6 separate regions of the Mus musculus genome follow, and regions 1, 2, 3, 4 and 5 are each linked to region 6. The links are chromatin contacts, called in public HiCAR-type, HiChIP or PLAC-seq and promoter capture Hi-C maps. All regions are on one chromosome and are shown on one strand. The core of a region is the stretch at or near the end of the contact, and the rest is flanking DNA. Distances in the headings are between cores, read along the strand shown.

Region 1 (3,607 bases), core at 652-3,151, 2.7 Mb after region 6:
ACTGGAGAGGGTGAAGAACAGATGCTAGGCTCATAAGCCACCGGATGTGTTATTCCGAAGCCATTGCCAGTTTAGGAACAGTTGTATACATGTCCTATCGTGGGACTGCCTACATATGTGAGACAAGGTTACATTTAACAAAACGGCTATATTCTTTCCCCTTTGCCACCCCCACACCGCAAAAAATAAAAAAAGCCAAGCCGTGGTGCACGACTTTGCTCAGGAGGGAGAGGTGGTTGGATCTCTAAGAGGCCAGCCTGGTCTAGTTTCAAGTTCTAAGACTGCCAGGACTACACAGAGATCTTTTGTCTCTTGCCAGGTATGGTAGGGGCACAGACATGTATGGCCTCTTGAAAGGAACCCCCAACCCCATATTATCCAAATTCTACTGGGCACTGTGTACGTATACATAGTGTCTCATTAGACTGCAGTGCAAAGGTTTCCAGTGATGGAAACTATAACCAGCTACTGGGTTTAAGATGGAAGAAAATGCCAAATGCAGTGAGCTTCCCATGATAATAATGGTTATCATGTTCACCTAAAATGGAAGACCATTGTGCTGGACAGAGCAGAACAAGAAACTTAAGAAACTTCTCACAGTCTACCATGAAAGGATTCGGCTAATTTCCCAAGACTGCTTCATGAAGATTAAATCCTTCATACAGTACTGAAAAGATTGGCAAATGTTCTCCTATCTGAGACCTAGCCAGCTGTCACTACTTGGTGATGTGGATAAAGAAGTCTCATTTAATTTGGGACTGGGCATCCAGGACAGTAGTACCTCAGTATTGTTGGTTAGCTGCCTGGTGCACTTTCCACTCACCAACTATGGAGAGTTTGACAAACCTGTTCTCATCACAAGGATTGCAATCAGCTCCTCCTTTGTGGGTGAACATCCATTTCCACTTTTGCGCAATGATAATGTCTGTTATTCTCATTGTATAGGAAAAAGCCGGCCGAGTCAGTTATCCGACAGCATGCTCTTAGATTAGAATGGAGTCCACATCCTGCTGTCCTGCTTTAGCAACTGCTCAGCAGGAAACTTGGGCTTATTGGGTATAAAAGAGCTCAAATTTTATCTTACAAGTATGGGGTCTAACTACTGTGAAGGGTATATCAACTTGAGGCGACACCTATCTGCTAGAATCTACCACCAATACTAAGAGGTTTGAGTTCTCTTTCCCTAAGAGCAGCAACCTGACAGGTTTTGACTAGGGTGAAGGCTGCTATCTAGCATATACTTTGATGACCCAGTCTTTTCAGTACATAAGTCCATTACAAAACACAAACATGGATCTCCATATCGCACGCCTTTAATCCCAGCATTAGTGAGGCAGAGGAAGGTCTCTTGGAGTTCGAGAACAGCGAGGGCTACACAAAGAAACTTGTAAGTGATGAGAGATGCAAAGGGTTAAATTTGCAAAGCCTGACAACTTCTGAAGAAAGCATCTGCCTCCGAGACTATTCTACTTAAGCTGGGACGTTGGTGGCCAGATTCATAATTAGAAAAGCAAAACAGCTCGATTCCCTACTTGTTGAAAGCGATTATTTGCAAAATATAACTACACATAATAGATTCCCCCATTTACCAAACATTCCTAGTTTTGGAGGGAAAAAAGTTTGCTAGAGAATGCAAAATGGCGACTTCGCGTGACGTCATGCCTGTCGCAGACACATATTGCCGCCTTATTAAGGGCGGAAGCCAGGCTAAATCAGCCTCGCTGTAGATGACCGTGAATAGGCGCAAAAAAAAAAAAAAAAAAGTTCAGTTTCCGGCGGATGTATCCGAGGCAGATAGTTTAGTAAGGGCGGAAGTTCAGGTACGGAAAAGGTGTAATCCAAGAATGGTTACAGCGCCTGTCGTGTATCAGTCACTTCCGGGGAAGATCGGAAGTTGCTTTGTTTTGCTTCAAGATGGCTGCTGGGATGTATTTGGAACATTATCTGGACAGTAAGAGCCAACTGGAGAAGGGGGTCATGGGCCATAGAGTGGTGTAGAGGGTCCAGGTTGACAGACTTCATGGCCCCGAGGTTCTGGTAGCCTGAAGATCACAGGAAAAGGGTTCCGTGGGAAGATTTATTCGAGGGGGAAGAGGGAGGGGGCGGGGCAGTGGGCTTAGAGGCCTCGCTCAAGATCTGGACGAGGGAAGGGCTGCTCCGTGGGATCAGGGCTGGGCTTTAAAGGGTTAGGGGTAGCAGGAAAGTAGTTGCTGACTCAGTTCTTGAGGGTAGATTTTTTTTCCCCCCTAAGTTGTGCAGCGTCGTTACTTACGCACTGCCATTTGGAGCAGCTGCAGATATTCGACCTAATTCCTTTAGTCATTTATATCTCAAAAGTTGCTCCTCATTAAGCTTGCTGGGTGGAATAGAGCGACCACTGAGTTGATCGCTGAAATGCTTTACTTTATGAGCAAAATCCAGTTCTCAAAAAATGAGGAATATGTCTGTCTGTCTGTCTCCTCGCCTCCCTGGTCTTCCCCCTCCCCCGTCGTGTGTGTGTGTATGTGTGTATAGAGACTGGGAAGTGAGAAATCGGCTGGGGATATATTAGACTTTTAGGCAACTCTTAACCTGGGCATCTTAAAATAGAGCATTGATTTTAATAAAAGAAAGTAACTGATCAAATAATGGTAGCAGTCCAAATCAGAAGTGCAGACCTGGTCTTAGAGAATGACAGAAAGTTTTAGATATTAAACATGGCACACCTTTAATCCCAGCACTTGGGAGGCAGAGGCGGGCGGATTTCTAAGTTCGTGGCCAGCCAGGTCTACAGTTTGTTCCAGGACAGCCAGAGCTACACAGAGAAGCCCTGTCTCAAAAACAAACAAACAAAAAAAGATATTGAACATGGCAAGATTGATTGAATGACTTTGCGATTGAGAGAGAAGGAAAATCCAAGGTGAATTCTGCTTGGAAAATAAACTATCTAATCAGCAGTGTAGGAGATTCTGGAGTAATAACAATACATTAGTCTTTGCCTTAGAAATAGGCATTCAATCTGACAGTGAGATTATTCAGGAAAAAACTTCAGACAGTAAAAAAGACACTGAGCTCAAGAAAGCAGCATTTAAAGGATAAGATGTAGTGGTTCACGCCTTTAATTCCAGCACTCGGGAGGCAGAGGCAGGCGGATTTCTGAGTTCAAGGCCAGTCTAGTCTACAAAGTGAGTTCCAGGACAGCCAAGGCTACACAGAGAAACCCTGTCTCGGGAGAAAAAAAAATGTCGATGCTGGCAATACCAGAAGGCCTCTGACCTAGTATTCACTGCTAGGAGGAAGTAAGTTACTTGAACGAGAAGGTGGTGCCGACTGCCTCGGGAAAGATGAGTCATCTGATTTGGTAATCTGTTGTGACTAGTAATCCTAGTGAACTGCTGTCACAGACTTAAGAAGCCCCCTCTTGTTTTGTCTTTTCAGACAGTGTCTGATTTAGCCCAGGTTGACCTTGAACTCCAGGCCCTCCTTCTATCTCCACAGTGCTATTGATTATAAGCACCAAGCCATATTCAGTACAAACATTTTTTTACATTTGAGTTCGACTTACAGAAACACAAGTTTGGGTAGCACATACCTTTAATCCCAGCACTTGGAAAGATCTCTGAGTTTG
Region 2 (3,407 bases), core at 133-2,632, 2.5 Mb after region 6:
CGGACTTCTTCACAGATTGGCATCCTCTTCCAGACTAGAAGCTGCAGGATACATACCTTCCCAATCTCAACCCTTGCCCTGAACAGCGGGGAGTCGCCCCTACTCCTCCCACATGAAACTACAAAACCCGGAGAGCCCTGCGCAACGTGCAAGGCCACATTCAAGGGTTTTTCTGGGAGTCGCCTGGGGGATGTAGTTCGCCGTACGGGTTACAATTCGAACTTAGAATAGGAACTAGGGACATGGCCAACTACAATGCCCATAATGCTTCACGAGACCAGGAGTGGGCAAGGCGAGAGCTGTAGCTTCCGGGAGTGGTAGTCATACTACAGCTACAGAGAATGAAAAGCAAAAGCAGAGAGGTATGGAGAAAACTACAAGTCCCAGGGTGCATCGCAAGGAGGCGGTAGCCCAAGGTTTGCAGGCCTGGCCGAATGACCAGGGCAATGGAAGGAAGTCGTGGTCGTCGCGGGCGTGGGGAATGGGCTTACCGGCGTGTCGAAAGAGAAAGCGCACTCGTCTTTATGGACCCGGTCTCCCGCCTTGGGGACACGGATCGTCGGTAACACTGACAGCAGCGCCTCTTCACTCAGCTCCGCCATGACACCGGCAGCAGCTCCTCCTCACACAGCAGCTCCCACTGTACCTAGTACCGCCCCCCTCCGTCTCTCGCATCCAATGAGCGCGACTCAGTGTGCGCATGCGCTAAAGGCAAGACGCGCGAGATCGGCAGTTGGACCCAGCCTGCCTCCTGGCGCTCCACCCTCTGCCCCCACTCAGCGAATACCAATAAAAAGCGCCGCGGGTACAACTGATGGCCGAAAGGACCAATCCTGCTCTCCCAGGGCAAGTGCTCATGTGGCGGTTCCAGGAGGGCTGGGAGTTGCAGGAGCTGTGATTCAAGGACTCTAGAATGCCTTACGTGCAGAGCAGAAACTGTGAATTGTTTAAACGCATTGATTACTGAAACTTTGCCAAGGACTCGTCCAATCAGAAAGCACTTGTCTTGGTATTTGAAAAGCAGTAGTCAATGAGGCGATTTTGAGAGATGCGTGATAACTCCGTCAACCAATAAGGATGGCTGTTTCGCTTTAGACAAACCATATTAACTCCGTCTCCAGCTGGCTTTGTGCATACAGTCTGATAACTCATTCTATTTTGTTTAATGAAACAGAAAGGCCGAGTGGCACCCATCAAGTCCACCGCTGTCAGGCTGATACTAAACAAAAGTCCCCAGCTCACGGAGCCACCACCGGAGGGCAAGCCAGTCCTCAGCCCATTGGCCAGTCCTCATGATAGACATCCTTCAGACCAATGGCTTTCTGCTCCGGAAGGCGCATTTTCCACAACTGGCCTATGAGAGTCTGCTTCGGCTTAGCCAATAGGGTCGGGGCAGGGGGCGTGGAGGGAAGTTTGAAACTCCGGGCTTTGGGAGTTATTTCTCTAGCTGGTGTTCGGGCAGAGGTCGAGCTGGGGCCCGGTAAGTAATGTGAATGAATTAGTGGTTAAATACGAAGGCTCCCGCAGACCTGACTGCTCTGTTAAAAATCTCCATTCGTTATCCTTGCAGAGTTCTCTGGGCTAGCGACCCGGAGGTTCCTCTGCTGGAAGCTGGGAAGATCGGGTGGGTATGGGGTCAGAGGTCCGACACGGAAGCAGTAAGCTCTGAGTCTCTTCTGACGGACGTCCCTTCCTCTGCATCTGCACAGCCGGGCCCCGTCCCCAGCCCCAGTGGAGATGGGTTCGACTCAGAGCGTCTCAGGCACTCCAGCACGGCCTCTGCCACGCAACAAGCAAGTGGCTCGAGTAGCAGACCCTCGTTCACCTAGTGCTGGCATCCAGCGCACTCCTATTCAGGTATACTGGGCTGGGCTGGGGAATGCAGGGAGGCTGTCTGGATGCGGGCCTCTGCCTAGCTTGTTTACATGAGCCCTCATTCCCACTGCCACTGGAACCCTACTTTCTCCATCCCTCCCCCTTTTATTATTTATTTTTGAGGCTCTAATATAATCTTGTCATATCTGCCTGTCCCTCCCTCCAAACCCTTCCGTATACCCCTCCTTGCTGTCTTTCAAATACATGATCTCTTTTTTCATTAGCTGACTTTCTGCCTTTTTTTTTTTTTTTTTTTTTTAAAGACGGGGTCTCACCATGTAGCCCTGTCACAATGGAGACCAGGTTGGCCTCAAACATATAGAGATCCTCCTGCCTCCCAAGTACTGAGATAAAAGGCATGTGCCATTACCGTGCCTGGCAACTTTCTGCATTCTTTAACCTGCACTGGGCAGTCGCAGGTCTGGCTAGAAATATGGGGAGGAGATAAAGGTCAGGGCCCAGACTTTTTTTTTTTTTTAAAGATTTATTTATTTATTTTGTATATGAGTACCCTGTTGCTGTCTTCAGACACACCAGAAGAGGGCATCAGATCCCATTACAGATGGTTGTGAACCACCATGTGGTTGCTGGGAATTGAACTCAGGACCTCTGGAAGAACAGCCAGTGCTCTTAACCGCTGAGCCATCTCTCCAGCCCAGGGCCCAGACTTATTCTAACCTGTGGTATTGACAGGTAGAGAGCTCTCCACAGCCAAGCCTACCAGCAGAACAGCTGAACGGTCTCAAACAGGCACAAGACCCAGATCCCCGCTCTCCTACTCTTGGCATTGCACGGACACCCATGAAGATCAGTGGTCCAGGCAAGTGATGGGCTCAGGGGGTGCCTGAAACTGACACCTATTCTAGGGTGCTTTCACCACCATTTTTGTTTTACTGGGTTGTTGTTGTTGTTGTTGTTGTTGTTTATTTATTTGGTTTTTTTTTGTCTGGGGTTTTAACCAAAGGTCTTAAGCATGCCAGGGTTTCTATCCTCCTGTATGGGACCTTTCTCACTTAAAAACATTTTCTAACACAGATTTGGGGGTGGGGGTGGAGGCCCACACCTGGCACAGTTCACATGTGAAGGTCAGAGGACAATTTGAGGGAGTCAGTTCTCCCCTTCTACGTGTAGCTTCTTGGCCTCCAACTAGGGCCATCAGGTTTGCTAACAAGCTCCTTTGTCCGCTGATCGGCTGTTTTTGTCTTTTCCCATTTTCTTTTTAAGTCAAGGCCTCCCGTTGTATCCCAGGCTGGCCTGGAACTTGAGGCAATCCTACTTCAGTACTGGAGTGCTAGAATTGTACCTGGCCGGGACGCCACCCAGCGCTTATCTCCGATCTTCTCCAGATCATTTTCCCCCCATCCTGGTTTCCCCCTTCCCGCTCCCCTTCGCTCTGAGCAGGAGCCCGACGCCCCCTTATCTTCCCCTCCTTGATTTGGATCGGGAAGCTGCAGCTTCTCGGCCTTCTTTCCTCCAGACCCTCAGTGCTCACTGGTGAAAGAGCTGAGCGAAGTATTGGAGACAGAAGCGTC
Region 3 (3,452 bases), core at 58-2,557, 2.1 Mb after region 6:
GGCCCACTGATGTTGGACAGAGAAACGAAAACTGGAGATAAATAAAGAAAAAAAAAAATCTATCTGTAAATTTGGAAACCAGAAAAATACCCCAAAAAGTAGACGAAAACATTGGCAGGCAATCTCATTTGGTAAAGAGAGTTCAAAGACTGAAGTATGAGTGGACTGATTTAAAAAAAAAAAAAAATCACCACAACCCCCCCCCCCAAAAAAAAAAAAAGACAGAAAAGAAACTTGCTCTGTTTACCTCGTCTTCAGTTCCTACTCCCAAAGGCTTGGAAACCTAAGATAAGAAGGAAAGAGACAATAGCAGGCTACAACCCAACTCTAACTCTACTGCTTAGGTGGCCTGAGGCAAGTCAAGAGCCTTCACAAAGCCTCAGCTTCTTTGTCTATAAAATAGTAGTCCTTGTCTGTGTAAAGCCGCACAAGGCTCACTCCAGTGTTACTGAATGGTGACTGCTATTACTTTAACACAGAGAAAGCAGCTGTCAGGTGGAAGAAATAGGCTCTCCTAGAACACTCACGGTCTCTGCTGCTGAGGCTCCCGGAGGCCAGGGGCCAGGCCTCAGTCCCTCCTGCCGAAGGGCCTTGTCCTGGGTGAAATGGGTGGCCAGCTTCATCAGCGGGTTGGCACCCCCACATTCGCCCTCCACCAGCTCCCGCATTGCCATGGTGACCAGCAGCTTCCCTGATGGACAGAAGATTAGAACTGTGGTCGGGAAGCCAGACTTTCCCAACGCACGCCTCAGGCCCTATCTAGAGCAGATGGGCCCACGACGGCTCCACAAGGGCCAGGCCCCCGGGGCCACCCCCCGAGGTGTGTCTGGAGTCCAAGAGGAGGCTGTGTCCTGCCTTCCCACTCGAAACGCTGCTTTCGGCTCGGGCTTCCCCTCCAGCGGACGGCAGCTCAGACACCACCCGCCAACAGCAGCTCTACAAAAGGGCCTGGACCCCTGGGGAGCACGGGGAGCGCATCATAAACACGGCTAGACCCGAACTCTAACCTGACGAGGGACAGCGGGGACGCCTTCCACCGTACACCGGGACCCACACCCCCGGTCAGGCGCCAGCTGCGGGTCCCGATCCCAGCTCGTGTCACCTGAGCCCCCTCCCCGGCCGCGCCCGTCCCCGCCCAGCGCCCCGCGCCCCCAGCCCCGTCGCCCCAGCCTCGACCCCGTCCCACGAGGCCACCGCAGCGGCGGGGACTTACGGGCCTCGACCCCGCGCCCCCAGGCTCCAATGCTCGCCGTCGCGGGCCGCACCGTCCGACCGGCCGAGGCACCCGGAGTGGGCTGGGGGAAGGGAGGGGGCGGGAGCAAGGGGGCGGGACTCGGCCTTAAAGGGGCCGGGACGGCGGCGCTGCGGCCCAGCTCAACGGAAACGGGTAAAGGGGCGGGGCCTCAAGCTTGCGCAGCGTGATGGGCGGAGCCGAGATCCTTAAAGGAGACAGTCCTGGACAGTTGGATTGGGGAAACCTGCAGTAGTCCCTAGAACGCCAGGATTTATTAGTGGAAAACTCAGAGGACTGGAGCTAGAAGAGGCCTCTCTGGCTTTGGAGAAAAACCAAGGTTTCAGGTTCCACGGTTCAGCTCTCTTTCCTGGTTCTCCTGCACCTCTAAATCGCCCAAACTGAGCCCGGGAGATTTCGGAGGTCAAATCTATGACCTGCTTCGGCCTCCTAGGCCTGACCCCCCTTCCAACAGACGCTCCTTCAGGACAGCGTCACAGCCTCCAAGGAGACAGGGGCCTGCCTCTACCATCTCTGCGTAATGAAGAAAATAGCTCCGGATGATGACAAATTCTGGTGACTAAAATAGGGTCCAACGCATTTTGAGACCTCAATCCTGTAATGGATGGGGAGAGTGCTGTGAGTCACTCCTCTCTCCTCTTTCCTACTGGTCAAGGTCACGATGGCCTGATTCCCTGCAGCTCCAAGTTGGGGAAACGTGGCAAGGAATACCTTTGATCAGGGAATATGAACCTAAGCCTCAGGCTCCACCATCTGCCAGAGAAATGGCTCGGGTGCCAGACCTCAAGGTCACACTGGAAAGCAAACCTTGATAGCTCACCTAGGTCCAAGACCGACGGACTCCTTGACGTCCTGAGAAGGGGAGGGGTTCAGAGTGCTGGTAGGTGGGCTAGGAGGAAACTGGTTCTAGAAAGGCCTGACGTACGTCCCAACCCGGGGTGCGGGAGAAGCAGGTAGTCTGTAGGTGGCGCCCTGGGGCAGGCTTGGTTCTTTGCTGCCCTGATGATTTCAAAGGTAGCCTTCCTCAGGGAACACAGGCAGTGTAAATTCGTCCCTGGGAAAATAGAAATTGCCCTTATAACTGCAGTGGTTGAACAAGGCAGAATATTGTGCAATGTTTCTGTCTTTAGTACACTGTCAGTATCTTTCAGAGGCCCTAACACACACACATACACCCATTCTCCTTGACCACAAATTTCATCCCTGTCCACTGTTTCCAGGCTGCCATTGTAAAGAAAAAAACACCTAGCAACGAATAAACTAAACCACACCAAGGAGGAAAGGATGCCATCTTGGAAGATGAATATGTTAAAACAGGAGAATCTCTGGAGAAAGCAGTGTTTAAGGAAAGCATATGATGGTTTGAATTTCTGGTCATGGGGAAATGGGAGAGCATCTCCCAGAAGCATTCAAAACGCATCACACACATAACCTCCTACTCTGCTAGGAGGTTAGTAACTGATTAGCAGGAATTTACCATGCCAAGATCTTGGGAGAATAATTGAGATAATAACCGATGCTTATGAAATGCATGTTAACCCCCAGGTGTTGCCTTAAGCACTTGGTGAGCATTAGCACTTTTAATCATAATCTTCATAATACTCCTATGAGAAAGCTATTACTAACCTCCTTTTACAAATAAGACTTGCACAAAAATCAAATAGCTAGGAAGTCAGAATCGATGCAAGCAGTTGGCAGCGTGGCTCAGTGGTAGAGGTGTTTATACACAGGCCTAAGGGCCTGAATTTAATCCCTTGGGCCCACAAAGTAGCAGAAAAGTTATTTCCCCTGAGAGTTGTGTACACACACACACCACACATACATCGTATACCGCACACAAATTTAAACAGTGCAAGCACCAGACACCTACAGCCCTGCATCCCAGACTTGGAGAAGTCTTCCTTGTAGACCTTAAAGACCTTTGATATAAGCCAAAGACTTCTTCACAATGCCTGGCCCACAGTCCCAGGGGAAAGGCTAAATTAAGTTATGTGGGTGCTTAATATTTATAATTAGCTCATTAAAGTTTTAAATATGAAACCATATCTTCTTCATCTAAGTTCAAAGTTAAAATCATATTTTACCCATAAAATAAGAAGTTATAAAATAAAGGTAAACATTCCTTAATATTTAGCCAATTCAAGAGGAATAGGCTGAAATCCTCTAATTTTCAGACCCAAGTTACATCACCACAGGCTTG
Region 4 (3,486 bases), core at 159-2,658, 2.4 Mb after region 6:
AGGGTTACTTGTTCCAATAGACTTCTGGAGGAGAAGGGATGCCTCCTTAGGAAACCCTACTTGGGGCAACACCAGAAACATCTCCCGGAGACCCACCAAGGACAAAGCTACAGGCTGAGAGAGGCCCAATCTACATACTGAATCCCCACCTATTGGACTTCCCACTGTCTCACTACCATGGCAACAAAATGGATAAAAAAAAAAAGTGCCCCCCAAGAGACCATCCCAGGGGTCCATCTGGCAGCCACTATTACCACCTTAGTTGCCAGAGCAACTCCAACCTTTCAGGAAAGGGAGCTTTAGGGTAACCTACCCCAGGCACAAAGAGATCTCTGAGATCAAGGCAGTAAGGAAGTCCTCCTATGGGACAGCCAATGCTCTGGGGGTGAGGGTGGAGGTCACAATTCCTTGGAATGCCTATATGATTGCCCAATCTTCTCTTCTTTCCCATCCTCCCAACCTTCCCAATTCTCCCTTCAGTATCCCTGCCTTTCTTATTCGTGTTAGGAGGACTCACACTACCAAGACTCAGTGCCCCCCCTTCACGAAGTAACTAGGTCTGGGATTAGGAAAACGGGGTCAGAGGTGACCAGGATTGGGGGAAAGAAAACTGAGTCACAAAAGATATGGCCTTCCCATTTCCACCCCAAAAAACGTCGGTCTTCTCAAAGCTGGGCCTCTCCCGGTTCATCTCCATTCCCCCCAGGTTCAATCCCCCGTCTCGGCAGCTACAACCCTCATTTTACCACCTACCACACCCCTTTCCCTGTTCCCAAGACCCGCAACCTGGAAACCCGGTGCTGGGCCTGTGGGGTTACTGGAGCCTTCACGCCCCACCTCGCTGCCATCTCTCCGATCCGTCCTGCCTTCTCCGCGAACCACCCGCACAGCATCCCCCGGTTTACCTCCGCCAAGTCTCCACCTCGGCGTTCCTCCCCTTTAGGCTCTGGTCCTGGCGACGCTCGGCCCCGTCAGCCCTCCTCCCAAAACCCTCCTCCCCCCACCTCCCGAGCTCGCGACTCCCAGGCCCGCGTCCCTCCTCCGGGCGGCCCCACCCCCTGAGTCCCCAGCCTCGGGCCCGGTCGTGCCCGCAATGAGGGAACGCGACCGGGAAAATAACAAATGGAGGCGGCGGCGGGAGGGGGGACCGGGAGGGGTGGGGGCGGGGAGCCGCGGGCCGGAACGGGGCGGCCCGGGCCGGCGGCAGCGGACCTTACCTGCGAGCAGCTCGGGACGGCTGGCTGGCTGCGAGTGCGGTCGGGCTCCGGCGCCTCCCGGGGACGGCGGCGGCCACTCCCCGCCCCTCCTTACAGCGCGGCTTCAGTCGCTGCCGCGGCGGCGGCGGCGGCGGCCCCGGCCCCCCCGGAGGGCGGCCCCCATGCCCGGCTCCCCGCGCAGCCCCGATCGGCTTCTCGCGCTCCTCGCCCGCCCTCCCGCCCGGAACGCGCCGCCCGCGCCCGCCCCCGCCGCACCGCCCGCCTCCGCCCGCACTCGCGGTCCCGGCGAGGCCCGCGACCCCCGACCCTCCCGCCGCTGGTGCCGCGCGCCCCTAGCCCGCCCCGAGGCCTGCCACCCCGAAACGCGTCCTGGCCCGAGGCCCCGGTCGGGCGCGGGGCTGCGGGCGGACGGACAGGCTGGGCGGCGCGTCCGGCGACTCGCACAGGAAAGCGGACGGCGGAGGGAGGGCGCTCGGGAGAGGGGGATGGGAGCAGGGAGGAAGAGGGAGAAGGAGGGAGCGCGGAGGAACGGAGGAGAGAGAGGGGCCCGGAGGAGACGCGAGGGAGGGAGCGCGCGGCAGTCGGGGGGCGGAGGATCGGGGAAGGGGAGGCGCCGGGCGAGTTGGCCGAAGCCGGCCGGGGCGCAGAGAGAGAGGGCCTCGCTGCGCAGAGCGTGGGGAGCTCGCGGGCCCCGCGCGGGAGAGGGCTGGGTGGGAGGGGCTGTGGACTGCGAAGGCAGACCTGGGGAGGCTGGAGAAGTTTGGGGACAAGAGGGGCTGTGGCAGGGGTGAAGTAGGTGGAGTTTGGGGAATTATGAAGTAGAGATTTGGATAATGGGACTGTATTGGAAAGATGGAGAGGAAGGGCCAGAAGTAGAGGCTGGAGGGGTTTAGGAGCTATTTTGGAGAGCCTACGATGGAAGTTTGTGGACCTGGGCGGGAAAGGATGAAGACGTACTAGGAGAATGGTGTTTCTGGAAGAGATAAGCGTTTAAGGCAGTGATTGGTGTTGAGAAGAATGCAAACCACAAGAATTTGGGAATGATGAAGGAAAGCTGGAGGCAAGTCCGGAGATCCCTCTGTGGGAGAGAAGGCATGAGAAGTCTCAGAAGAGGGGTGGAGGGCAGAGGATGCCTATTCTAGAGGGAGACTGGGGTGGGCTGGGTTGGTAAACATGAATGTGGGGACTTCCAATCGAACTAAGAACTATTTCCTTTGGCAAATAAAGTGGAGGAGAATGAATTAGAGAGGTCTGGAAGGAAACACAAGATAAATAGGGCTTTTGTGGCAACGTGGTGGGAGGGCCAGTGATGGGAAAAGAGAGGAGCTAGAGACGGAGGGAGAACCCTGGAGGAGTGACAGACTGGGGTCCAGGCCCTAGTGTGGAAGAGGTAACTAAGAGGTGGCACTTCACTTTTGGGCCCTTCATTTTCTCGAGGTTCCTGAACTAGACCTTCTCAAGTCTGAAGTCATTACTAGTAGCATCTTTGGTCATGGTCACAGAAGGGATGAAGTGGGGGATTAGGTGGAAAGGACCTACATACATTTTAGGGTGCCCAGGTTCCCCATAACAATTGTAATATGGAAGTAGTCCCCAGCACAGACTACAGCATGCTCCTCCCAACTCTTCTCCAGTCAGCGTGCCAGCCATGCCCAACCTACAGCCATGAAGTCAGCACCCCCATCACTCCAGTGGTGCCTTCTTCTGGGCTCCTTCTCTGGCCCCAAACCAGCAGCAACATCTCTCAGGACAAAGGACACTAGAGACAGGGTGATTTTTGGCAGCTGAAATTGGGAAGGCTAGAGAAAGGGAGGGAGGCAGGCTGGGAGCCCGGAAGAGCTGGAGCTGGAGTCTGGATTGGGAGCCCTTAGTAGTTCACCAGATTTGGAGGTGGGGGTAGAGAGCTTGTAGGGGGCCAGCCTAGCTCAGACCTAGTGGGTGGAGTGGGGGACACTGAGTGGGCAAACTGCCTTTGTGGAAGGGAGGAGAACGGCTAGCCTAGTAGCCACCCAGTAGGTCTTACACCACCATTCCTTAGGCCAGATTCAGCCAAGCTCTTGAACTTACCCAAAAGCTCTACACAGATTCCAAAGCACTAGGGAGACCAAGCAAGAATGCTTGGCTCCTCTAGGAACAAATATCCCATCACCCCACTGTGAAGTCCCTTGCCTCTGCAGGGCCTCACTTTACCCCCATACCCATTTGCTTGTCCCCTTCCAGGGCCTCCCAGAGACCAGGTCCTCTCCTGTGTACCCTTCACGTCTTTTTC
Region 5 (3,442 bases), core at 688-3,187, 2.4 Mb after region 6:
CATCAGTCAAGTGATTGTCTAAGATCTTCAGTCTCACATGAAGAAGGGGATGACATCAGAAAGGGATACATTTGGCTCTCTGTGCAGGCCAGTGGTTCTCAACCTGTGGCTCTCAACCTCTCTAGCAACCCTCTATCTCCAAAAAATATTTGCATGATGATTCATAACAGTAGCAAAATTACAGTTATGAAGTAGTAACAAATATAATTTTAGGGTTGGAGGATCACTACAGCATGAGGAAGTATATTAAAGGGTTGCAGCATTAGGCTGAGAGCCACTGGTCTAGGTTATGCCTAGATTAGAAAATCTTAATCCAGGAAGGTTGTAGTCTGCACTTTTCAGGAAGAGTAAAGCAGTTCATATTTAAAAAGAATGGCAGTGCTGGCAGGCTGGCTCTGTGGTTAAGAGAGAATATTGCTCTTGCAGAGGGCCTGCATTCAATTCCCAGCACCCATATCACACCATTCACAATTTCCTGTAACACCCAGACACCGGGGATAGGAAATCTTCATCTACACACCACCCACAGAGGCACAACCCTATTATTAAAAATAAAGCATTTTAAATTAAAATTTAATTAATTAAAATAATTGCGAGCCAGAGAGATAGCTCAGCGCGTTACAGCACTTGCCAGCACTGAGTTCAATCGTCAAAATCCACATGGCAAAAGACAGAGCAGTCTCCTGAAAGTTGTCTTCTGGCCTTCATGTGTGTTCTGTGGCAAAAACTAGCCCTTCCTCCAACATACCCCAATATATACACAAATAAATGTAAAAAAAAATGCCTTTAAGTATAAATAAAAGGACATATGAAAAGGCAGGAGACATAGCTCAGTGGTCCAATGCTTCCTTAGCACACGTAAAGCCTACGTTCAATTTCCCAGTAAAAAAAAAAAGGGGGGGGGGGGGCTGGAAAAAAGTATAAAATGCCATGGAAGTGTAAGCCATAGCTGAACTTTTTAGGACAAGAACTTGTGAACCCCTTTGTTACACACCCCATACACTGTCACTTTCCCTGGGGTCAATCAGTGGGAAGTGACACTGCATAGGAGGAAAGGGCTCCTATTTTGCTTCATGCCTCTAGTGCTTGAACTTTCATCAGGAACATACATTACTTAAGCCGTGACAAAACTAGCCTAACTGTTAATTAAAGCGGCAAGTGTTAAGTAGGCTCTTTTTAATATAAATAGGCAGATCCTAATTTCATTGCCTCCGGAGAGAAGGTCCGTTTTACTATAGAAAGGGAACTCTGCATAAGGACTAGGGTTGTAGCTCCGGCAGGAGAGCGTGCACGCGGCACCGGTTCGAGTCCCAGTACTTGAACAACCGAAAAGGACCTGCATCGGGAAGAGCTACGTAGCATTAAAGGGTGTTCTTGGGCCCCTGGGCTCCCCCAGAGCCTTCAGGAAAGGGCTGGGAATGCAGGACCCTCGCTCTCCCCCCCTCCCCCGCCCCCGAGGAGACACCGTTAGGGGGCGCTCGTGGGGTGACAGCAGACATTCGCTCCGCTCCGTTACATGCCCCAGTAACCCCAGCGCCGGCGACCGAGAGTAACCTCGCGGTCTGGTGACGCCCCCGCCCCCCCCCGCCCCCCCCCCGCCCCGACTCTCGCCTGCTCCTGTCTCAACCAATGGGAAGGCAGCGAGCAAGCCGGCCGGACACCCGTCCGACCCACTCCTGCCCGGAGCCGTCCGGACCGAGTTGTACTGTCACCTCGCCTCGCGCTCCCGCCTGCTCCAATAGCAGCTGGGTCGCGATCGCAAGCCCCGCCCCGCCCCGCCGGCCCGGCCCGTTTCCCTTCCTCACGGGAGTCACCTTTGCCTTACAAACGCTCGGCCCCGCCCTCTTCCTACCTTGCTGCGCTCGGCCCCGCCCCCGGCTGGCTCGACCAATAATCGGGTGGGTCTAGAGGCTCTGGGCGGGCCCGCAGCCAATGCGCACGCCGTGGGCGGGCCCCCGGCCGGAATTGGGGGTGAAGCCACCGCGTTCTGCCCACATTCGGGGCGCGGAGCTGGGGGTCCCCGGGGGGCGCCCGCAGTTAAGATGGCGTCTACAGCGGACGGGGACATGGGAGAGACGCTGGAGCAGATGCGGGGGCTGTGGCCGGGTGTCGAGGATCTGAGCCTTAACAAGTTGGCGACGTCTCTGGGCGCGTCGGAACAGGCGCTGCGGCTCATCTTCTCCATCTTCCTGGGTAAGGACCCTCCTGCCTGCCTCTGCCCCCTCGTGGAGTCCCAAGGAAATGGGCAGAATGGGGTCTGGGGACAGGACCTGTCTGTCTGCCCCGAACCTGGGACCCAGGAGGGCTTGGGGGTGCGGGTCATCAAGCACACCAGCCAGCTATCGAAGGGAAGACAAGTCTGGTCTCAAGTCTGGGGGCCCGTACCCTCTGAACCTCTTCCCATTTTCTTTGGCCCATACTGTGCCCTTTGGCTCCTCAGTCACCTCCCGCCTTGTCATCGATATGCCGGACTGTGCCCTTGCGACCTATGTCTGTCTGTGGCTCTCAAGAGTTCGACTGTGGCCATGAGTACTACTTATTTGTTATTAACAGCTCCCATCATGCGCTCTCCTTACGAGAGGCATAGGCCCTCGAACTTAAGATATTTTAGCCCTACGGGCCTCCTCTGCCCGATTATTTCATACTATGTCTTCTCGGTCTATTTTGTGTATTGCCAACGTATAGTGTACTTTCATCTCTTTTCTGTCCACTTTCTAGTATTTTCTTGTACCATATTGCTTTCCCCCTTAGCCGCCCACCTGTCATTTACTCTGGAATACATTCTTACACTGGGCTTGGGAAACAGCACTATTAACAACCTTAAAAACTCCATGCTTGTTCCAAGGGACTATTATTCATATGGTTCAAAGGATGTGATGTACCTGAATTTATGTCGCAACAAGCTGTGTTATATATTATATATATATTTTATAGTCTTTTAAAAACCGCACTCTTCGAGGTTTTTTAATACATGAGGTAACGTGGTATGATGGAAAAAGTGTGGACTTTGAAGTTAAAGGAGTCCCACTCTTTACCGTTTGTGAGTAGCAACCACTCTTGTCGCTACTCACAAACGGTAAGACCCCCCAGGCAAGCCATTTAACTGCTCCGCATCTAATTCTCTTATGAGATGAAGACAGCCGTGCTTAGCATTGGATCGCTGTAAAGTCCGGTAAGAATTCTTAGGTCAAGATCAGTGATCAGAGACTCGATTCAGTAGGTTTTTAAGTCCTTGGAACTTTTGGGGAAGGCTGCATAACTTTAACCTGAGAGAGGCGTAAGTAGAGGGTTAACTGTAGGAAGTTTGAGATAAATTGGGTGTGGTGACTTATGCCTTTGCGGCTCAGTGCCCTGGGACTAAGGCAAGAGAACTGTGAGTTTGAGCCTGGGCTAATGGTTTGAGACCCTATTTTTAAAAAGGGGGGGGGGAGGACTGGAGAGA
Region 6 (3,774 bases), core at 948-3,447:
CTCTCAGAGGTCAAAGGTAAGCTCCTCTTGCTGAAGACACAGCACATCTAGGATACAGGGCTCAGACTGTATGAGCTCGATCTAACCCGAAAGCCGCATTCCTGCAGTATAGCTTCCAAGGTACCAGAAAATACTCTACAAGGTGCCAGAGAAGGGGCAATTCATAGTCCTACCCAGCTGTGGTACCTATAAATCGCAATGGCCAGCATAGCAAGACATCCATAAAGGTACAGTAGATGTCCCTCATATGTTGGTGGTAACCAGCGGCTGTCTGGTTGGACTTAAGGCCCACTCAGCAGGAGGAAAATTATACCTGGTACTAGAAATCTAACTTCCCAGGGCTGGTAGGATCTTAGAAGAAAATGTACTACCAATTTGCAAGGTCAGCATAATTCCTAACTGCATTCGAAATCATATCCTTAGGCCCACAGATAAGTGTAATTTCACCATATATCAAATAAGCATTTGTTTACAGCAAATGGAGACCATTGTAGCTGGTCTTTGCGACTTTGTGGGTTCTTCTTTCCTCCACCCTTCTCTCCCTCTCTTCCACTCCTTCAACATCCTAATATAGATAGGAGGGAAAAAAAGGATAGAGGGGAGAGAGGAAAGGAATGAGATCTCTGAAATCTAATTTCCCTTCTTGTTTCTTCTTTGAGCACAACTACTAACAAACCGTAACCACCACCACCACCCCCAATGATCAACAACCACCCCTGCCTCTCTGCACATACCCTCTGAAAAGTTCTCAGAATTCCAAATACCACCACAGAAACTATCAAACATATTTGCCTTGTGCTCTAGCAGGGACTAGCAAAAACCACGTCCCCTGTCAGAGCACAAGGCAAATATCATAGCCAGCTGTTGTGGACAATCTGAAGCAGCCCCAAATCCCACACCTGGGATCAAAATGGAAATATGTTCTTAAAATTGTTTTCTGTGTTAAAGAAGCCAAAATTCCAAAATTCTCACTACAGACCATCACAGAAAACCATGACAGGACACGGTGCAGAGATCAGCAGGTGGTGAGGGGCCTAGCCACAGTGGCTACCTCTACATCACAGCTCCTGCATCTATGACTCAGGACACATAAAAAAAGAGGGGGGCTGGAAAAACCGTAAGAGCTGCAATACCAGGATGTCTGGTGTGAAACAGTCTCATAGAAATGGTGGCAAAAACAAGATCTAAACAATGGCGATATCAATATGCTAACAGAGAAGTGAGGCTATGCCATACAAAGTGATCATCCTTGAAATCATGTACATACAAACATAAACAGATTCAGCAGGTTGTAGTGTATCTATGCAAATATTTGTAACTATAACAATTAAAGAAGATGAGACCATCAGTCTGAGTGGGGGACATGGGGAGAGCTGGGTGAAGGGGCCTTCGAAAGAAATGGAAGAAGGAAAAAGTCAGAAGAAGGGGAAGTAATTATACTTTAATTAAAATGTATTAAAACTTTTAAGTTAACTTTTTTAAAAAGTATAGGACACTACGGTGTTAGCAGTTTAAGCACAGTTCTACCTCTGACATGAATCCCTATCTAAGCAGAGTGAGGGAGGTGCATGCAAAAGCACGTGAGAGTAAAAGGGGCATGAGCAGCTAAAGCCAAAAGAAACTTCAGAGGAAGAAATGAGTAACCTGGAGAGCGAATCCAGGAAGCCGCAATTGTTTCAAACCAAGCTCTAAGAACAACTAGGGCTTGAGAAGTGGATAATAAATCCAAGGAGTCTTCAAATGACCTTACCAAAGGCACAAAGACACGGGTCCCCCCAAACTGAAGTACAGGCTAGAGGGCCGGCACACATAGGGCAGGCGCCTTTGATATATGCCTTTGACAGTATGCTTATCTAGCAAGATGCCACAATAGGAAAATTCATTGCCCAGGTAACAGTAACAATAGTTATGTCCCGAAAGAATTAGAAAATTCTGAACAAAGAAAATCAAGACAGGCAGGACCTATAACATTCCACTGTCTGGGTAGCAGAGTCAACTGCAAACCAGAAGCGAGCCCAGCCGACTGATGGCTAAACAGCGCCTCACAGAGGCCACCAAGGTAGCAGAAGAGTCCTAGAAACTACAACTCCCAGAGAGCTTCGGGCGAGGGAACTACAACTCCCAGCAAGCCCAAGGAGCGACACTCTTTGTAGTTCCACAGATCGCCCTCACGTACTGTCTTCAGACCTATTGGGACACCTGGCGCATGACCCCGCGTGGATGAGGAGCGCCCGCCCAGAGTCCCTGGAGGCGGAGCTCGAACCTCATTGGTAGAAAGGCGACCCGAAAAGAAGAAACTGATCTTGACAATCTCCGAGTGATTGGAGTTGATGGGACCGGGGAACAGCGAACTAGGCTGCTGACCAATCAGCGTCCAAAAGAGAGACCAGGGAACCAAGGTTCTGCGGTCACACGCCGCGGAGTCTAGTGGGAGGAGCAGTTGCTCAGCAGGCTCTCGCTGCTTCCTGTTTCCGGCTTCTGGAGCGGGGCGCATTGAGGCGCCTAGGGAAGCGCTGGCTTCAGAGAGGAATCGAGGGACTGGGGTCTGCGCCCCCGCACCCCTGATCTCCGGACGCGTCTTCCAACCTCAGAGACACATTCTTGGGGGCTTCTGAGCCGCGGTTGCTCTGTTTTCCCGTGACACGTGAGTGTTGGGGGCGTGGAGGAAGCGGGCTGGGGTCCTCGCACACCTCTGTACTGAAGGAGGTGCGGACCAGGACTCTCGCTTGGCCGTGGTTCTGGCTGGAGATCCTGCTAGGGAGCCCTAGGGAGGACTTGAGGCAAAAGGCATGAGAACGGAGAACGCCAGACTTCTAGGAGTGAGGAAGAGGAGTTCCAAGATCAGAGAGGGATTTGAGATGTTTTGAAGGTTGGAAAAGGAAAGTGCTCATGTGTGAAGTGTTAACTGGATTCTTGTAGAGAGAATTTTGACCTGTATCGTGGGAGTAAAGTGGCGTCATGGCGTCATTTGGGGGTAAGGTATGACTTTGAGTAGATAGAAGGCGAGAATTTCCAGACTCCTGGAAGAAGTTCGAGGAAGGTCTGTTAGCATGGTGTGGAAAAGAGTGACAAGAGTGTCTTGTGTTTCTGTGGAGACTTTGAAGCACAGAACTACCTCCTTGGGGCACTTTAAACATTGGGCCTTTCTGCCAGTTGAGACTGATCTTAAACGTGTTGGCTGCAATGAACCAGGAGGAAGAAAATAAAGCCCTCCATTAGAAAATGGAAAACGGCCATGAGTGGAAAAATGCGTGCAGGGCTGAATGAGGTCAGCAGTTTCCCAACCCCTAACTTAGTCACTCGGCGTCCTATAGAGAATGTTTCAGCATTGCCACTAGATCTGTCTCTATAGAATAAGAAAGGGGAATTCTCAAGAGCCTAAGATCCTGTTTTACAGCGTCTGAGAGTTATAAGTGCTTGCACTCTGGGGATCTCTTTGGACCATGCTAAATAGGAACTGCCCAGCTTTCAGTTTTATCCTGCTCTCTATTTGGGCCTGTATTTATCAGAAGTTTGACCACAAATGCCTTCATGGCATTAAGTCATCCAGGTTGATTTAATATTTGTGTAGCCTAGGACAAGTAACTCAGTGAGCAACTCTAAGCGTCAGACCCCTCATCTTTTCTAGGCTGTGTAACTAACACAATGCAGGCATAGCATTTCAAACATACACCACACTGAATCAAGGAGAAGCAGCTCAAAATTAGACTCAAATCTTAAGCTGGGAGAAGTGTAAAGTTATTCTTCTACTAACTTTTTGAACGTTTAAGCAAA

What was found. Promoter capture Hi-C pulls out the DNA fragments that hold promoters and counts their contacts. HiCAR-type assays count read pairs that join an accessible place to other places. HiChIP or PLAC-seq counts read pairs in DNA pulled down with a chosen protein or histone mark.
Region 1: a contact with region 6 is called in a promoter capture Hi-C map of pre-B cells, with 4 times the contacts expected there. The contact joins the promoter of Ing4 here to the promoter of M6pr in region 6. A contact is called at or near these places in 2 of 39 promoter capture datasets (neutrophils and pre-B cells).
Region 2: a HiCAR-type map of astrocytes shows a contact between it and region 6, with 5 times the contacts expected there. The contact joins the promoter of Cdca3 here to the promoter of M6pr in region 6. A contact is called at or near these places in 3 of 39 promoter capture datasets (liver, pre-B cells and second pharyngeal arch cranial neural crest) and 1 of 115 datasets of contacts at active chromatin or transcription factors (astrocytes).
Region 3: a contact with region 6 is called in a promoter capture Hi-C map of pre-B cells, with 8 times the contacts expected there. The contact joins the promoter of Pex5 here to the promoter of M6pr in region 6. A contact is called at or near these places in 4 of 39 promoter capture datasets (cranial neural crest, hippocampal neurons, pre-B cells and 1 more), 4 of 484 Hi-C or Micro-C datasets (B cells, CD8 T cells, cerebellum and 1 more), 1 of 115 datasets of contacts at active chromatin or transcription factors (astrocytes) and 2 of 9 other capture datasets (adipose tissue and liver).
Region 4: a contact with region 6 is called in a promoter capture Hi-C map of pre-B cells, with 4 times the contacts expected there. The contact joins the promoter of Atn1 here to the promoter of M6pr in region 6. A contact is called at or near these places in 1 of 39 promoter capture datasets (pre-B cells) and 1 of 115 datasets of contacts at active chromatin or transcription factors (astrocytes).
Region 5: an H3K27ac HiChIP or PLAC-seq map of bone marrow-derived dendritic cells shows a contact between it and region 6, with 5 times the contacts expected there. The contact joins the promoter of Lpcat3 here to the promoter of M6pr in region 6. A contact is called at or near these places in 2 of 115 datasets of contacts at active chromatin or transcription factors (astrocytes and bone marrow-derived dendritic cells) and 1 of 9 other capture datasets (liver).

Annotation. Positions count from the first base shown.
Region 1 is chr6:125,037,947-125,041,553 of GRCm38.p6, forward strand. Ing4 (inhibitor of growth family, member 4) reads left to right here and starts at 1,902. Exons shown (of 8, transcript NM_133345.2): 1 at 1,902-1,951. The coding sequence starts at 1,915. The region is part of intron 1 of 4930557K07Rik (RIKEN cDNA 4930557K07 gene); the gene reads right to left.
Region 2 is chr6:124,828,794-124,832,200 of GRCm38.p6, forward strand. It overlaps Cdca3 (cell division cycle associated 3), which reads left to right and starts at 1,383. Exons shown (of 6, transcript NM_013538.5): 1 at 1,383-1,480; 2 at 1,710-1,857; 3 at 2,569-2,695; 4 at 3,353-3,407. The coding sequence starts at 1,738. Usp5 (ubiquitin specific peptidase 5 (isopeptidase T)) reads right to left here and starts at 691. Exons shown (of 20, transcript NM_001326594.1): 1 at 492-691. The coding sequence starts at 602.
Region 3 is chr6:124,413,760-124,417,211 of GRCm38.p6, forward strand. It overlaps Pex5 (peroxisomal biogenesis factor 5), which reads right to left and starts at 1,308. Exons shown (of 16, transcript NM_001277805.1): 1 at 1,214-1,308; 2 at 528-691; 3 at 248-283. The coding sequence starts at 674. D830015G05Rik (a long non-coding RNA gene) reads left to right here and starts at 1,313. Exons shown (of 4, transcript XR_378022.4): 1 at 1,313-2,132.
Region 4 is chr6:124,755,079-124,758,564 of GRCm38.p6, forward strand. It overlaps Atn1 (atrophin 1), which reads right to left and starts at 1,409. Exons shown (of 10, transcript NM_007881.4): 1 at 1,218-1,409.
Region 5 is chr6:124,661,167-124,664,608 of GRCm38.p6, forward strand. Lpcat3 (lysophosphatidylcholine acyltransferase 3) reads left to right here and starts at 1,938. Exons shown (of 13, transcript NM_145130.2): 1 at 1,938-2,193. The coding sequence starts at 2,043.
Region 6 is chr6:122,306,523-122,310,296 of GRCm38.p6, forward strand. It overlaps M6pr (mannose-6-phosphate receptor, cation dependent), which reads left to right and starts at 2,198. Exons shown (of 7, transcript NM_010749.7): 1 at 2,198-2,644.